Regions from separate parts of the Neogale vison genome. Here region 2 is linked to region 1. The links are chromatin contacts, called in public Hi-C maps. All regions are on one chromosome and are shown on one strand. Each heading gives the region's core, a stretch centred on a gene start, on an enhancer-like site or on the middle of the called end of the contact. The rest is flanking DNA. Distances are from core to core; before and after follow the strand shown. Region 1 holds the start of ELMOD2 (ELMO domain-containing protein 2). Region 2 overlaps SCOC (short coiled-coil protein).

What was found. Hi-C and Micro-C count contacts between places; a contact is called where the count stands out from the background.
Region 2: a contact with region 1 is called in a Hi-C map of fibroblasts, with 5 times the contacts expected there. The contact joins the enhancer-like site here to the promoter of ELMOD2 in region 1. A contact is called at or near these places in 2 of 3 Hi-C or Micro-C datasets (fibroblasts and muscle).

What each region holds. Positions count from the first base shown.
Region 1 is chr11:71,523,551-71,528,451 of ASM_NN_V1, reverse strand. It overlaps ELMOD2 (ELMO domain-containing protein 2), which reads left to right and starts at 2,528. Exons shown (of 9, transcript XM_044268044.1): 1 at 2,528-2,633; 2 at 3,785-3,939. The coding sequence starts at 3,798.
Region 2 is chr11:71,669,172-71,674,435 of ASM_NN_V1, reverse strand. The region is part of intron 1 of SCOC (short coiled-coil protein); the gene reads left to right. Among named protein-coding and RNA genes, the nearest start is that of SCOC, 29 kb to the left of the region's middle. Within about 2 kb of position 1,540, the one cell type or tissue checked has open chromatin away from gene starts, as enhancers often do. A contact at or near this core is called in fibroblasts, where this site is marked.

The DNA of each region.
Region 1 (4,901 bases), core at 1,279-3,778:
AGGCCCCTGGTAGGTCATCCAACTTCCTGCTTCTCTCTTCCCTCTCACTCTCCCTTCTTTTTTTAAGCAATCATAGAAATCATTTAACCTGATTCAATATTATTTCCTTTGTCCTGGTTACCATTTTCACCCCAGTCCATTAGCTTAATTCTGAATAGTTTCAGCTTTCTTTTCATCAGTAAAGCTCTGTACTGGGAGCTCTCAGAATCAATCTGCTTTGGCATTCTGTATATTTCCTCTTCTCCCACTAAAAGAATCAAATGGGAAACCATATACTTATGAGGTGGCCCCCCTAATTACAGTGTATAGCATTTAAAATAGATTTAAAATAGATTTAGAGAAGTATAGCACACATCATCATACAAACAATCAGTGTTGCCACTGTCCTTAATATTTTTTTGTCCTTCATATTTTTAATAATTCCACAGGAGAGAATCCATTTCATTGTTAATGAAAGGAGTCTACAATTCTCTTTCTCACTATAAATTTGCTTCATTCCAGACCTCACACACTCCAAAACGGGGCATTGATATTTAATTTGATTCCTCTGTGAATCAGGTGCTGAACATTGCAATGAGCTATTGATTAAGTCATGCCAAACAACCTTTCCATTAAGCATTTTCTAAAATCAACAGTGCTTGATTGTTTAGTCTAAGAATCTAAGAACACAAAGATTCCTTAGTACTACTCAAAAATATAACCAAACACCATTACACCATAGCCTTTGTTTTCCATTTAGGTTATTTGACAGAACCAGGTGAAAGCACACAGATTAGTTCAGAGACCTAAGTGGGGTCCCACCTTCTCCTTGAAGTCAGAATTCTAATCCCGAGTTAACCATCAGTTAGCTGGCCACATGGAAGAAGAAAGCCAAAGAGAATGAGAAGAAGGACAAAGAGAATGAGAAAGAGAGAAGGACAATCTTCCCTGAGAGACAAGAAGTGCTTAATATATTTGCCAGCTACATACAAATGAATCAGTGAAAATAGAAGAGGCAATCATATGCACATGACATGTTTTACATATATATTTTTTTAATTTGAGAAGAGCTTGTGGTCATTGTTGGGTCTCCTGGCTGGGGCACATGACATCTAAATGACAGTGACTTTGCTTCCAATAAATTCAGTTCAATCAACTTTTCAGGTTTTAACCAAACAGGTTCCCATTACTTTCTCTTGGAGGAAAACATAGACAGAGGTGGACCAACAGGCAGCATGGAGACAAGAAGACAGTCCTCTTTATACTCTGAACTCTCAGCATAGCAAATTTTAAAAGTAGAAGGATTAAGTAATGGTACTACCGGACTATCTCACTTTCAATTATACAAAGCATTTATGTAATAATTGAAAGACCCTTAAATAGAAGTTTGTTTCCACTTCTTAATTTGCCAAATTGGCTGTATACTTTGCCTTTCTGAGTCTTTTCATGTACAACAAAAAATATTCAATGAGATCTTTAAGTTTCCTTCAAGATCTAAGATTCTATGATTCTATTATTATAGGACATGTCCATTTTTCGTGACCACGTTGATTGTTGGTTGCTCCCATGGGGCTTCCGTGTCTAGTGTTTTACAATCAGCACCTTTTGAAAAAATGTTGAAGTGTAGAAAAGTGTGTATGGCTGCTGCCATGTTTGTTAACACATAAGGGGATGCGGAGATTATACAAGTACACACTTGCACAAAATATTCCTGGAGGTATGAACAAGAAAATAATGCTGGTTGCTTTTGAGAAAGGGGACTGAGGGCTCAGGAGTTGTGGGTGGGTGGGGATAGGTTATTTCTCCACGGAAGCTGTCCTTTACTCTTGCTGCATTTACTCTTCCCTTATCCTTTGCTCCTCCAGCCACACTGGCCTTCGTGCTCTTTCTCCCATTTATGAAGAATGCCCCTTTGCACTTGGTTTTCGTGCCTGGAACGCACTTCCTCCAGATACTCGTGGGTTTTGGACAAAGTCCCAACTTCTTTACTCAACATAGCAGAGTTTTTGGTGTTTTGTTTTGTTTTTGTTTTTTGGGTTTTGGGTTTTTTTTTTTTTTTGCCATTTATTAGCCATGGTCAAGTCCTTAAACATAAATGCCGTTTCCTCATCCATAAAGTAGGGCTATTAATAAATACTTCGCTGAATTAATATTAAATGTAGGTGAAAGTGCTTTTGCAACCTTGACGCTATGAAGGTTACCAAAAGTACGCTGTTTCTCCGTGAATTCTTGGAGTTTAGGAGTAGCACACAGTTCCAGGACGCGCAAACGACCTGAGGTTTAAGGCGAGAAGTACGTCCAGAGCGGCGCTTTTGACAGACCAACCTTTGGCACAGGGCGTGCCTCCAGGAAGGCGTTGCCAGGGAAACCGTTGGGCGTCCCTAGAATCCGAGCACGCGCGCCAGAGACTCAGAGCCACCGCATTTTGGCTTTAGCAATTGGTGGAGCTCGGGCCAATCGGAGTGGCGGGAAGGGCGGGGCGGGGGCGGGCCGTGCCCCGGGGAGGGCGTTCCCGCGGCCTCCCTCCCCGACTTCCGGGTCGCGGTGCTTGCAGGGAGTGCTCCGTGGGTAGCGTCGTTTCCGTTGCCGGCTGTTTGCAGTTGGGGAAACCGAGGCAGCTCCAGCTTCCCCCCTAGTTCTTCCGCTCCTGTGAGGTGGCTGCTGTTTCTTTTCCTCTCGGCGGTCGCTGCTTTGGCGCGGCTGCGCTGAGGGCGCGCGAGCTGGTGGAACCCCTCGGTGTACTAAGGAAAACCGTGGGGGTGCCCAGGCCGGCGGGGCTTTGTGCGAGCCGTACTTTCCCACTCGCAGGCAGCGCGCGCCCTGGGCTCGGCCAGGCTCCGGAAGGGGGGCTCCGCGCAGCGACTCCCCGAGGTCCGGGGAGCTCCGGCGCCTCGAGGCTGGCGTTCCCCGCGCTCGGCAGTTCTCGCTTCTTTTGTCCTCTTGAGCGCGGACCTAGGTGGATTCATTTTAAAGTCGCAGTTCTGCCCCCATCTCTGACGGTGGGCGTTGCTTCTGCACTGACCTGCGGGGATTTCAAATTTGACAGTCCCTTGGGCCGGAGTCGAGGGACGACGTACCTGTGGGAATGTTGAAGGCAGGAAGGAGATTAAGCATTTTTATTTTAAAGTAACTTCTCACTGGTATTCCCCCTACCCCACCCCCACCCGCCGCTTCCTTGAGAAGTTCAAAATTTTTCTAATGGCGTCAAGATTCCGCTTTGTCGAGGGTGTAGTTTATTACTCTTCATTAGTGTTTCTGCCCTTCACCTCTTGAATGGAAAATCAACACTTAATAGCCGGGGTGTGATCTACTCTGGGTTCAACTTACATACTTAAGTTTGTAAGCCATGTGTTGTGGTTTTATTCGCTGGAATCTCCTGACTGTAGGACAGATGTAACTGGAATTACACGTCGGGGCTAAGAGCTCCTCGTTATACAAACCATTCAGATGTATGGCATATTTGATTTAATTGTTGCTACGTGGTGTCCCTTTTGTTCTTGAACTGTTGAGCCCCATTCTCAGAATACAGGGAACTGAGAAGTTGAAGCTAAGTAAGTAGTTTGATTTTTACAGTTAATTGCTAAAAAGTGAGAAATTGACTATTTGACCATCCATTATTTTTAAATGATCTAAATGGTATATACTACATCTGTCATTGTTTTCTTACATGCCTAACTACTACTGCAAAGTAGACCCAGTGGAATAACATGATGGATACAATTTGGGATTTGATAAGTCGAAATAACTATTTTTTTTCCATTTTTAAATCTAAGGTCATTAAATCTGTCATAATTTCCTTCTCCAGGATTTTAAAAAAAATGTTTATTTCTTTGTGGGAGTTCTTCTATGGGCACTTTTTTCGCTTTTGGATGAAATGGCTCTTACGACAGATGACTGGAAAATGTGAATTGCAACGAATTTTTGATACCTATGTAGGTGCACAAAGGACACACAGGATAGGTAATGTTATCTGAAAAAGAATAAATCAATTTTAACTCTGAATGAATATTTTTTCTCAATATTGATAGTGACAGATGCACTCATTGTGTATCCTGATCAAGAATCTTCAATTTAGTTTTTTAGTCTTTGAAATCTAGCTTTGAATGATTTCAGTTCTAAAACTATGATTTGATAGAAAAGGAATCATAATTTCATTCCACATCTGTGCAAAAAATGATCTTCTCTGGCTCCTAAAATTCATCAGTTGTACCTTAGGTTATAGTTATAGCTACAACCTATTTTCCAGAGAAAAATCTCTATATTTCTATATCCTTGGAAATTTTCACTTAAATGATGGGGAAGAGTGTCTGAATCTAGACCAGTTTTGTATTCAGCACGCTTATCTGTCTTTTAGTCTTTTATGTAATTTGTGAAAGAACAGTAATAGGTATCTAGTGATCCCTGATGAAGATTATTACAGAGTCTGTACTGTCCAGTGTTGTAGCCAGTCAGTAACCACATGTGGCTCTTGAGCACTTGAAATGTGATTAGTCCTGAATTGAGATGTGCATAAAACCCATCCTGGGTTTCAAAGACTATATGAAAAAGGAATATAGAAATACCACATTAATAATTGTATATTCAGGATATGGTGAAATGATAATATTTTTGATGTATTGGATTAAATACATAAATTTCATGTGTTTCTTTTATTGTGATGTGGTTCCTAGAAAATTTTAAAGTACACACATGGCTCACACTTTGGCTTGTGTTGTATTTCTTTTGCACAGTGGTGTTCTGTTACCTTCTAAAGTTCATCAGCTTTCAATGCTTAATTGAAAATATTGCTTTAAATTAGAACACAGAGGAGTGAGAAATGTGGTTGAGGTGATTACTCTTTGACCAGAGTAAGGAAGACCAGGGATTGGCTACAGTTCATGTTCATTATATTAAATGGAAAATCATGACTTAACTAAATCCTC
Region 2 (5,264 bases), core at 291-2,790, 150 kb before region 1:
GATACCACCTACATGAGGTCCTAAAGCCATCATGTTTTGTAGAGACAAAAAGTATTGCAGTTGCCAGGTGCTGAGGGGAGAGTTAAATGGGGAATTGTTTTTTAATGGGTATAGAGTTTCAGGTTTGCGAGATGAAAAGTGTTATGGAGATTGGTTGCATGACAATGTGAATATACTCAACACTACTGAACTGTACACTTTAAGATAGTTAAGATGATAATTTTTTTGTGTTATGTATATTTTATTCTATTTAAAACTAAAAAAAAAAAGCCACTCTAACAACAACAAAAAAGTTGCTTTTAATAGTTCTTAGTCTTTGGTGTTCTGCAGTTTCATCAGGATGTGTCCACATATGGAATTCTTTTTTTTTTTTAAGATTTTATTTATTTATTCCACAGACAAAGGTCACAAGCAGACAGAGAGGCAGGCAGAGAGAGAGAGAGGGGGGGAAGCAGGCTCCCCACCAAGCAGAGAGCCCAATGCCGGGCTGGATCCCAGGACCCCAAGATCATGACCTGAGCCCAAGGCAGAGGCTTAACCCACTGAGTCACCCAGGCGCCACCACATATGGAATTCTTTATTTTACACCTGCTCAAGAGTAAGTGCTTCTTGAATCTGAGCATTCAAATATTCCACAATCCTGAACAATTCTTAGTTATTATTCTTTGATACGGCTCACAACCATTCTCTCTAGTTTCTCTTTCTGACATTCCTACTGGATAGACTCTGGACCTTTCTTATTTTCCATTTATTTAGGTCCTGTGTTGCATTCTAGTAATTTTCTCAAATTATGTATCATAGTTCCAGCCAAATGTATAGTTCTTAATACTTAACTGAAATATTTTTTACATATTCCTTAAAAGGGTTAAGGTAGTAGGTCAGCAAACTGAACCAGAAGTGAAAAAAGTCAAGAAACAGGCAGACACAGGCTCTCCTCTACAACTCAGGAGAATGTGCCAAAGCCAAAACAATATAGTATTACTACCTCGTACTCTACAAATACTAAACCCAAGCCGCTTTGTGTCAAGTGCTAGATATCAATGAACGCTATCAAGCCAGAATGCATTACATCCCAAAGCCTGGCCGCAGCATTTCATTGCATGTATGACCTCGAGCAAGGCATTTACTCTTAAGCTTCATTTGTTTTCTGTGGGTTGCTGTGAGAATCAAAATGAGATAAGGTGAGCAAACGCTGTATATACCAAAGTACTGTTAAGGTATTTTCTCAATGCTAAAATATCCTTAAATGGTCAAGTGCACTACGGATTTAATAATCGTTTGTAAAGGATGAGGAGAGGAACAATCCACTAGGGGTGTACTCAGGAACTTTCCGATTTGGGAAGTGAGAAAAGTTGGAAAAGTCTCCTTTTAGAATTGAGGTAACCTCGGTATTGCACTTGCTTTACCTATTATGTCCACAAATGCCCTTTTCTTAAACTTGAATGATTTACCTCTCCCCCAGCATTTGGTTTTACCAACCTCCTTCCTGACAGCTGTCAGAATTTTCCATACTGGCTTTCTGACCGCAATTTCTCCGGCTCCTGCTGAGACTGAAGAGCGGCTTTCTTCGGACTGGCTTTCTCACGCTTAACTTCGCTCCTGTACTGTCATTGGCTGTTGCTTTTACCGGACCCGCCCACAACAGCCTCAATCCTGATTGGATGCCAACGTCCTTTTGTTATGGAGAAAGGTGGATCATGGGGCTTTGACAAAGGACGATTGGGGCGTCGTACAGCTAATGCGCAGGCGTGTCTTCTTGAGTGGGGATTGGTGGGCCACGGCGCGGGACGGGGAGGGACAGGGCGGGACTCCCGACACGGCGCACGCTCTTTGGGCGCAGAGGGCGGAGCTGCCGGTACCGGTTGGTCCAAGTGTTGGGGCCTGAGGCGTCTTCCCGCTCCCTGCCACTCCTGGCTCCTTCAACGGCAGGTGAGGGCAGTCAAGGGCCGCGGAGGGCCTGGCCCCGGGCGACTGGAGTTGCGACTCCGGTACAGCGCCTGGGGAGTGGGGTGGGGTGGGGTGGGGTGGGGTGGGGGGCGGGAGGGCTGGACGCGGCCCGGCGCACCAGGCGCCCAAGAAGAGCGGCTTCGGGCCTGGGCATTTGGTGGGCGCTTCAGGCCTGACTCCCTGCAGAACCCCTGCGTAACCTTCTCATCTTATTATTGGGTTCCTTTGGGGAGGGGCTGTTCACGTCCGTTAGGCGGACCCCCCGCCGCCTTCTCGCGCCTCTTCTGAGTCGAAGGCCGCTGTCCAGACTCCCACCCTGAACTGGGACTGCAGAGGGATGCTTGGGCAGGATGGGCCTGGCACGCCGGGACTAGTCCGTGGCTGCTCTACGGAGAGCCCGGGAGGTGGGAGGAGAGGACGCCGAGGCGGGGAGGGTGGCGAGCGAGCGGTAAAATAAGGGCTGGCGACAGCTTTCCTGGCGCCGAAAGGAGCTCCCGGCTAGTTTCTACTTGGGCTTCCCTCAAGGATCCTGCCGAGCAAGTTTTGGAGAGTTAGGATTGAAAAGGAGAAAGAGGATGCCTTTGGAAAGGCAGGACTTTTGTTATACAATGTATCCAATCCACTGCTATGACGTAACAATGTTAAGGACCTGCTGTGCTGTGTCCCTGGCGCTGTCTGTACCTGATGATCCAAAGCTATGCTTGTGTATTCTGTGGCTGTACTCGTCGATTAAATTCACTATAGCTAGCCATTCTCTGGGGATCCACCTTCCGTCCCTGTCCTCCTTTAGCCAGTCAATTCCTTAATCTTGTGGGATCTGAAACTGGATTTATCTAGCCAGAACAATGCAAAACTTGAACAGGCCTGAACAGACAGACCAAATTGAAAGTGGATGCGCTGTGAATGGAATAAAATTTATCTTTAGTTGTTTAGTAAAATGTCAAAGGAATTTAACGTCAAAGACTGCAAAAATATTTGGCAAACATAGATTAGGGCTGTATTTTCATTATACAATGGAAAAAACAGGGACTTCATAGTTAGACCTGCTTTCAGCATCTTGGTACAAATGTTGGCTGTGAAGTCTAAGGCAGATATGCAGCCTTTCTGAGGTACAGTACCCACGAATATAAATTACAATGCCCTTCTGTTGATTTGATGAACTAATAATATATGTAAAGCATTTAGTATGTTAATCAACAATGACATTATTTTAGTAGTCTTATTCACTAATAAGTGGATGACATGAAAATCAGTTTTAGATGCAAACAAGTTGGGTGGGTATCAGGAAAAAGTCTCAAAATCTTAGGTCTCAGAGGTGAGCATACCTGTGGTGGTGTGATGGAAAACAACTAGCCTAGTAGTCTTGGCTCTGTCAGTGACTACTTTTGTGATTTTGGGTAAGCCATTATTTGGTCTCTGTTTGTAAAATGAAGTGGCTAGACCAGATGATTTTACCAAAACTTCTTTTTGTGGCCTGAATTAGAGCCAAAAGGTAGAGGAGATAATAGCTAACATTATGAGGTACCATTGAAAGTACCATACATTTCAACTCATTCTTAAAACAAAAATGTGAGGTACATACTTTTATCATTTTATAGATAAGGAAACTGAGGCTGAGATATTAACCTTGCTCAAGATTTCAGAGCTTATAAATAGCAGAGCTAGGATTTAAATCCAGGTAATATAAATTTATGTCCTTTATCACTGTGCTAAACTGCTTAACAGTGGTACAATTCAGGATACTATAAGAGAAGGTAGAGTTCTCCTTTGGTAAAACAGTAGTCTTTGATCACAGAAGTGTGGGCATGGAAAATGGTCCATCGTAATGTTTGTCACACTTCCTGACTCTTGTTCTCTCCGTACTTTTTGCTTCCTGGACTTATACTATCAAAATAATTCTAGATTCTCTTCTCCCCACCAAGGCCAGATGAAGATAGGCACCAGAACGTACTGTAATTTGAGAAAAGCTTTTAAGATCCAACCTAGGCTTAGGTCAGAGTTGACAGATCCTCAAGAACCATATCCATTTTGGAGTGAAGGCAGCTTTAGAATAAACAGATCAGCCTTAGCACCCCACACTCATTTCAGTGTCCTCATGCTAGAGATACTTGGTGGTCTGGATTTTCTTTTTCTTTTTTTTTTATTAAGTAGGCTCCATTCCCAACATGGAGCCCAGTACCAGGCTTGAAGTCAGGACCCTGAGATAAAGACCTGCGCTGAGATCAAGAGTAGTACGCTTAACCACCTGAGCCACCCTGATGCCCCGAAAATGAACTCTTAAAAATACATTTCACATGAAATTGAATTGATGTGATAGACTGAGAAAGTATAGACTGAGAAAAAGATTTTATAGTTGAAAAACTCAGTCTGGTATTAAGTGCATATTATGACAAAGTACCTGTGCTAATGTAGACATTGTGAGGTTTTAGGATTGACTGTATTTTGGAAGAAAATAAAACCTGTGCCTAAAATACTTTGATAAAAGAGCTCAATGAACCTTCTGACCTTATAAAATAAATCAGTCTGTTACTCTAAATTTACTGGAAGACCTTGAATATATGCAAGAATAGCATTTTGAGGCCAGCCTGTTTAATCCTGTCAGAATAAGAAAATTACTGTTTGTCCTTGTTGTTGCTGTGCAGAGGCAGCCAGCAGTGCTCTTGTCTGCTTCATTGAAGAGTCATGAATACCCTTTTGCCCAGGGCTGTCTTAGAGTAGGACAGATTTTGTGCTGTACAGTCATGGAGGCTATCTTACATAGACTGAGATGTGTATAGTGTTCTCTTGGGTTGTGTTACATATCTCCTAGCACTGTCTTATGCCCACCAGGCTTTTGTGCTCTTGCCTCCACCCCAGTTTTCTGTGTGTGTTTCTGAGCTTCATTTTTCCTCTAATAAGCCCCCTCCATTCCATTTTTCTGCCTTTTGTTCTTTCATTTTTTTCAGATGAAGTCAAACTGTTGATAAGCTATACATAGATTTTCCATTGTTTGGGTTACATGTGGCCAAAATTTCAGAAACTGGCCTCATTATTACACTGGTCAATTTGGAGCACTTTATCTTTGTAGAAGACTTTTTGGTTTTATTTTAGTATTAGACTGAAACATAGACCAAAGAAGTACTCCACATCCCTATATTAAACTTGATTTCAAAGTCATGCATTGATTGTATGATTATCTGTTGCTTTGCTTTTGTATCTTATAACTCTTCTCAGCTGTCATGAAAATTTTGTTTGAGCTGTATTCTTAAAACCATTAAATGTCAGAATTTTGAAGTATCTTTTGTGTATTATTTAACAGCAGAAATAGCCAAGCTGCA